Linked DNA regions of Danio rerio: region 1 is linked to region 2. The links are chromatin contacts, called in public HiCAR-type maps. All regions are on one chromosome and are shown on one strand. Each heading gives the region's core, a stretch centred on a gene start, on an enhancer-like site or on the middle of the called end of the contact. The rest is flanking DNA. Distances are from core to core; before and after follow the strand shown.

Region 1 (3,771 bases), core at 152-2,651, 220 kb after region 2:
TTGGCACTTTATACAAAAAGGTTTGGGCACCCTTGATTTAGAGAAAAAGCCACCGGCCATGTTTAGATGTTCTGTCAACATTTAAAGTGTTTAAATACTGAGCCCACAACTTTGGATTTGGTAGGATACCAGAATCTATGACATAATCAGAGTATATACAGGAATCAGAGAGTGAAATTCAATCCCTTTTAAGACCTATTTTAAAACCATATAACCACTTTTCAACTGGAAACACTGGTAAGATTCTAACTGGCAGTATATTTACTAAATTAAAGTATGTAAGAAACTAATCCAAAACTAAAACCATATTTATATATTGAATAAAAATGTATTAAATCTAGCTAATTCAGCAGGTGAGGGCTTATAGAACTGCAGAAATAATGGTGTTCCCTTGGTTACTGCAGTAAACAAAGCAACATTATCTCAAATCTAGAAAGATTTTACTGATTTTACAAACTAAACAGCATAATAATATTCGCAAACTTAATTCAGGCAAACTTTAGAATACAACTATACATTGCATAATCAAAAATGAAAAATCTAAATTTAATACCTTGCAAAATAGCATTTAAGACTTCTTCATTCATTCATTCATTTTCTTGTCGGCTTGTGCACCCGGAGGAAACCAACGCAAAGGCTGGAAGAACATGCACACAGAAACGCCAACTGAGCTGAGGTTTGAACCAGCGACCCAGCGACCTTCTTGCTGTGAGGCGACAGCACTATCTACTGCGCCACTGCCTCGTCTTAAGACTTCTTAATAATATAAATAATTCCTTACATTTATATAGCACTTTTCTGGGCACTCAAGTCACTTTACACAAAGGGGGATCTCCTCATCCACCACCAGTTTTAAGGGGCTAAAATTTCTCCACATTGCCTTATCAACTTTTAATACTTTTTAAGACACCCTGATAATACTAAAACTGTTACAATAGGTAGTACAGTAGGTCATCCGGGGACTTCTTACATATTGTTTTTCGAATACTATGAACTCGAACATACTACTCGGCTTGCATACTGTTTTTATCAGACTATATAGTATGGAAGTATGCGATTTTGGATACAGCTACGCAGTTTAAGTCTGCAAGCACAGCAACTGCAGGATATAGGTATAAGTTATAAGCACAATTATCAAAAACTGTGGGTACTATATCCAGATGGATGTACAATGAGCATAATATATACATTGTATTAATGCAGCTGTTACAAGTTGTATTAATGCATCATGCATGCAGTGACCATTTTCCTGTGCACATTTTGTGAGTTCTTGAAAGTAAAACGGCATAAAGTAGCTAGAGAGCATGTTGCGACATCAGTGCAGGCACTCAGTGAATAAGCTCAGAGCTTCTCTCCTGAACGGCAGGCCTTATAAGGCAGAAGAGGAGATTTGCGGAGGATCTGATTGGGGGGCTGCTTGTTCTGGAGGAGCATGAGCATGAATGAGCCTCAGGGGGAGAACAGCACACCCACAGCATGTGCTAACACACACACAAACATCTCTGAGCCACGGCTACACATCATACAGCTACAACACAAAAGAGTTCGAAATAAGAGCTCAAGATTTCAGGGTTCGGCTTGTGATGAGACATATTAAAAGGCAAGGCTGAACAAACACTGCTTACTATAATCTCATGTAGGTCGAGCATGCAGCATGTCTGAATCTGGGCAATGGAATGTTGGAAAGATTGGAATATATACTAAATACACACCCTGGCATTTAAAAGGTGGGGCCAGTAAGACTGCAGACAAAAGAAATCATTAATTTAAGTGAGCAATGCATTCAATTGATCAAAAAAGACAGCCAAGACATTAATATTGGAAAGTTATGAATTTTTCGATATATCATTGTGTTCAACAGAATAAAGAAACCCATAACAGTTTGAAACCACCTGAGGGTGATTTTTAGGTGAACCTTAACCCTAATCTAAATGATAATTCTAGACCGAAAGTGGAACCTAAAATTAGGAATGCGCTTGACTAAAAACCAAAAAATGCTTGGCGATAAATTTTTATTAACGCTTTTAAAAAATAATATTTATTATTAACTTAAATTACACTAATTTAACAAAAACACAAGCCAATAAACTGAATGGGAATAACAGATTTAAGATGTTAACAAATCTCACAGATTGCGCTTTTTAACGTAAAACAGCAGCAGCAAGTTGGACATTATAAAAGTTACATTTAAATAAACTAAATCTGTCATTACATGAAGCTTGCGTGCAAAATCAAGAGATCTGGAAAACATGCTGCAGCTGCTGCAGTCTATCAAAGCCATTCTGAAAAACATGGTTGCGTGGAAAATAAACATTGCAAACACAAGCCAGTCCATTGAGCTAAAAAAAGGGAAAAGTTGGCAGATCTGCATGTGAAAGCAGCGACTAACCCAATCTCAGAGAGAAAAACAGCATTTTTTGAAATGTGCAAAAGCTAAATAAAAAAAGAAAACAATCTGGGTCAAATATGAACTGTACTACATTTCAAATTCGAAGAATCTGGGTCTAGCCAATGAGCATGTTGGATTCACTATGAGGGGTGGAGCCACAAAGGCAGTGGAGAGGGAAAAGTGTGTCAGTTATACAACTTTTTATCTTCACTAAGGGAAAAAGAGTGAAAGAGAAGGGCAGAGGAGAGGACGTCTCCTCGCCACTGAGCACAGGAACTTGAGGGCACGCATCCAAGAGACAAAGAGGAAAACCTGAAATATGAGCAGTCAAGCCATTAACAGGGCACTGGAATTCTGGAGCTTTCCACAGCCACCGACAAATGTGGGTTAAACAGCTGCAAACTTCTACTTACTTAATGATAAAAGCATGCAGGCACATTAAACCGCCAAAACAATCAGACAATGATTACCATCAATATTCAGAATACAAAACAAAACTAATAAGTGATAGAACATTGGCAGCCAATCAGAATCAACTGAAATATGAAGAGTTTGTGGAATTTAAAACTACGTCATTCTGGAGATGCTCTGCTTTATGTTAAGCGCTTTTTGCAAAACTTAAGTGGTTATACCATGGGGAAAATTATAAAAATACATAGAAGTTTAGTCAATTGAGAACCAGTTCTCATTTACAATGATGACCTGACCGAGAGGAAACATAAAAATGAGATATGAAGCAGCAGAGACACAACACCATAATAATCTCACAGATGCAGATAATAACAACCAGGGACAAACTAAAAACAAGCACAGTTATCTTGTACTATTAACAGGATTGAATTTCTAAAGGATGATAGTGGAACATAAGTGTTGAGCTTTAAGATCTGCAGCAGATGATTCCAAGCATCAGCAACAGAAAACTGAAAAGAGTAGCGAGCAAATGAACTGCGAACTATGGGTATACAAAGGTTAATAGAACTACTAGAAGTTGACATGTTTTCTGAATGTTAAGAAAGCAAGTACATCATTGAAGTATTAAAAATAAAATTACCTCAGATGTCCAGTGCTAGTTTCAGCTTTTTTTGTGTTGCCTCATCAGAAAATGTTGTGGAAAATAGTTGGTTTAATTTGGCTACACTGATTTTGATTCGCTCAAATTCGCTTGAAATAAAGATTGACTGATCAGATGCACTGGTAGCACACTGAGCTCATCTGCTGCTTGCAAGGGGGTAATGGCTAATAAACATCATGAACTAAAATACACAGATTTTTATCATTTATCAGTGTAGATTGACGCAAACATATTTGTCATAATACTTAAGAATTAATCATGCTTGGAGTGATCGGGTCTTTAGAGTACAAATTGTTGTGTAATGGACTTT
Region 2 (3,714 bases), core at 136-2,635:
TTCAGGAAAAGAATCCACTAATTTGTACTCCATATAGGCGTTGGGCCTTACTTTACTGTTTAATTGGAAGCTAATGAGAACATTGTGTTGTTATTTCTCTTCAAGAATGCAAAAAATGAGTTTAGAGAAAGTGTTATGTCTTTCTGCAGCTAATAGATTGGAGTTTCTGTTACTGTCTCTGGTGATTATTGTGAAACGGTTGTTTCTGTCATGTGCCATAATTAAAATGAATGTGCTGCTGTTAATATAATGCAGTAGTCACTGATGTTTATTGTTATAGTTGTTTAAAAGTCTAAACTGTAAGTCCTCATTAAACAAACAACTGTCGAACTGTGTTAATGATGCCATATAGAGTAACTGTCTGGTGTCTTGGGGCTGGATACAATGCAAATTATTTCAAACAAACATCAAGCAAATAACAATCTATGTCAGTTTGTCATGAAACAGAATAATGCTTGAATTGTTTGTTAAATAATTAAAATCTGATGTTTCAATGTTGTCATTTTAAAAGTAATCGTATGGTATTAACAATATTTTGTAGATTTTTTTTATGTATAGAGTCACAGACTTTTTTTTTAATCCTCTTCAACAGATGCAACACTGCTGATCTCAGGAGAGAACGCTTTTAGATCTCTGTGAAAAGGAGATTTGACTTTGTTTAGGAGTGTTTAAGATGTCAGCAGTTTACCATTCCTTTTTCTATCTGCCTAAGAGAGCTTTGTATTAGTAGTTGCCGCCCTTACTCTAACCCTCGATTATGACATTTTTACACCGTGTTGTTCGATGTTTTATACTGATAAGATTTGGCTAGTGTAATAAATAAATTGTTACTGCATCTGACAGTACCTTACCCTTATTGGATAATTATCATTCAAAGATGATTGTTTTATTTGTATTGCCTTTAGCTTTGATGAGTCATTCAGTTCTTTGAAGAATAACAAAAAAATACACTGTGTGTGTGTGTGTGTGTGTGTGTGTGTGTACACACACACATACATGCATATCTCTATCTTGCCATTTCTTGGGTGCACAATCAATAGAACCAAGACCTTCAAAGGGCATGTGGTGCGTTTGCTCATGAGCTCAAATAAGTGCTGTTGTTTTTTTTTCCTTAAAAATCTGTCAGTGTTAGTGCTAAAACATTGTTTGTGCCACAAACACACCACATAGTGAAGTAATTGTGATTCTGACAACATGATTCAAGAGCAGTTATCTTAAAAATGTACTCCTTCCAAAGTGGTTTTGAGATTGCCTTTCTTATTGACATGTTTGTTTGTTTTTTATGGCTTTTTTCATAAATGGTCTTCATGCGTAGTTGCAATAAGTAGCGGATGCATCATATGTTTATGGAATGACTCAGTTTCCTGGGAACTGCCTGAACATTCCATTCTTTCCAATAATAACTGTTCAATAGCCAAATTTCCTCTGTTTGAAAGCGAAAACGGATCTCAGACTCTTGTTCAGTCGGCTCACCAGATTTTATGGAATATGTTGTTTTTGTGTTTGTGGTTTTTGGAAGAGCATCATCTAAGTGTGCTATAAAACAAAATTGTTCATCGTTCCGTGTAGGTGCACAATGTTGGGAAGTGAGGTTTTTAAACGATATTTTCAAGCGCTTTGTACACATGCATGCTTAAGTTGTAAAGCAAGGCTGCGTTTGAACGCAAATTTTAGTACCAGGTTACGAGGCAGAGAGGCTTCTGCTTTGCTGGATCTAAACCAAGTCACATGCGTGAAGACTTGAGGGGCATGTAAGCAAACTTCATGCCTGAAATTTCATGTGGGCTATATCAAAGTGTGCAATTTCAGTCCTAAATATACATGGCCTTGTACATGTTAGGTGGAAAGTAAGCGATTGTTATTTTGTTCCTTATGTGTGCTTTCCTGCTTGATTCAGAACTATTTTGCAGGTACTACACTTACTGAACTCTAAGACTTTGTACAATTGTGAGGACGAAGGAATAAAGCAGTTGTTTTTGAGAGGTTTTAACCCTGTAAATGAGTAATTTAGTTTGTAATATTGTTTGTCTCTTACACTTGAGGAAAGTAGATGCTTGAGCAAGCTAAAATAAGTGTAACTGCGGCTCTGTTTTTGGAAAGGGGTGGGTGTACCTTTTGGAGTTTCTGCACCAGCTTGGGAAGCAAACATGTACAACATTGAACACTCGTTCCAAAAATTTCACGCATGAATCCAACTTACCAGATGGCTGTTATTCTTGGATTTCTAAGTGACAACATTCTGTCCCTCAACTTTAATGCTTTACATTACCGTTATGGAAAGCTTTTTACTGAAATGTGGTTGAGGACCATTTCTATAGGAAGTACATATTTTTTTCCACAGGGCTGTAATTCATCTTAATGGCAACCATTTTTTCCTGCAATTTGACAAGGGCTCTATGCTTGCACTTGTTTTATAAACTAAGTCCTCATAATAGATCTACAGTGTTCAAAGTAGAGTTAATATTTCAGTCTGCCTTTTGAGTAATTTTGTGTCATTTTTGTGTTTATTTGTTTTTTTTTAAATGCACTTAAACATTAAATCTTGTGTTTTATGTTCATTTTTGTTCCCTAGCCAACGTGTGTTTCATCTGAGTGCTGGCTTTCTCATTTTGTACCATTTAGAACTTATTGCATTTATCTACTCATTTGATTTGCTTGTAAGGATCAACTGATTCAGATGTGTTTGAGCACCTCTTGATATTTACAGTGCAGCAATTGAAAACAAACCTGTAAACACCGCTGAAATGATATGAATCATCACCCAAAGGGCTTCGATTTTTGGCGTCTAGTAGGAAATGCCAGCAGATGTTGAGCTTAAAGAAGTGCTTTGAGAAATGAGTCCAGGAGTGTTTTAAGTATATAAACTTACCCATATGCTTGTCTTAACTTTTAACACAGAGCACTCGCTGAAAGAGGAATTGCATAACAGTACATTTATACATTACATATGAATCTCCTTTGGTTTATAAAAAGCAAAAATTAAATGACTTGGTTAAGCATTGGTGGATACATGTTTCATAATACTTACTGAAATCTATTTTTTCCAATTATTTTAGTGCCTAACGTGTTTATGACAAATCCGTTAGACGACAAATGCTGTAAACGCAGTGTGTACTTGACAATGGTCACTCATTTTAAATACTGTGGAGACATTTTGTAAATTAAAATTGCGGTTTTCACAAAGTCTTGTAATCTTTCTGACAGGAGAATATTTCATATTAAAGTGGAGATCTACATTGCTCAGCATAATGGAGAACACCATATTTTGAAAATGAATATTTTTTTATCCATTTCTCAGTGAATATAGGCAATGTATTTCGGTGCATTTAAACAAAACAGATTTATTAAACAGATATATTTATTCAAATAACCTTTTTGTCTCCAAATATTTAGAAATCGAAAGAAAATACAATTAAATTCAAGCAAAATATTGCAAAAAAAAAAAAAAATTTAAAACCTACAAAATTTCAACTGAATCTTTAATTTTTTTTTGTTTCTCTTAATTTTTCCTCTTTTTTTTAAAAAACGTGTATTTCGTATTTTTCTATAACATAAATTTGCTCTTTTTCATTATTATTATTATGCATGAAAATTCAGTAAATAATTTGATCTGTCATGTTAAATAATCTATTAGAATGATTTGTTTTTATTCAAAGATTTTCATATTAATTTGATTAAATTACAACATAACACACATGCATTCAGACATAGTCA

The links. HiCAR-type assays count read pairs that join an accessible place to other places.
Region 1: a contact with region 2 is called in a HiCAR-type map of caudal fin, with 5 times the contacts expected there. The contact joins two enhancer-like sites. A contact is called at or near these places in 6 of 18 Hi-C or Micro-C datasets (caudal fin, embryo, fibroblasts and 2 more) and 3 of 4 datasets of contacts at active chromatin or transcription factors (caudal fin, embryo and gastrula embryo).

What each region holds. Positions count from the first base shown.
Region 1 is chr3:39,586,915-39,590,685 of GRCz12tu, forward strand. The region is part of intron 13 of rnf216 (ring finger protein 216); the gene reads right to left. Among named protein-coding and RNA genes, the nearest start is that of rnf216, 31 kb to the right of the region's middle. Within about 2 kb of position 1,402, at least 45 of the 62 cell types and tissues checked have an H3K27ac peak or open chromatin away from gene starts, as enhancers often do. A contact at or near this core is called in caudal fin, where this site is marked.
Region 2 is chr3:39,364,411-39,368,124 of GRCz12tu, forward strand. All of the region lies in intron 2 of tnrc18 (trinucleotide repeat containing 18), which reads left to right. Among named protein-coding and RNA genes, the nearest start is that of tnrc18, 28 kb to the left of the region's middle. Within about 2 kb of position 1,386, at least 7 of the 62 cell types and tissues checked have an H3K27ac peak or open chromatin away from gene starts, as enhancers often do. A contact at or near this core is called in caudal fin, where this site is marked.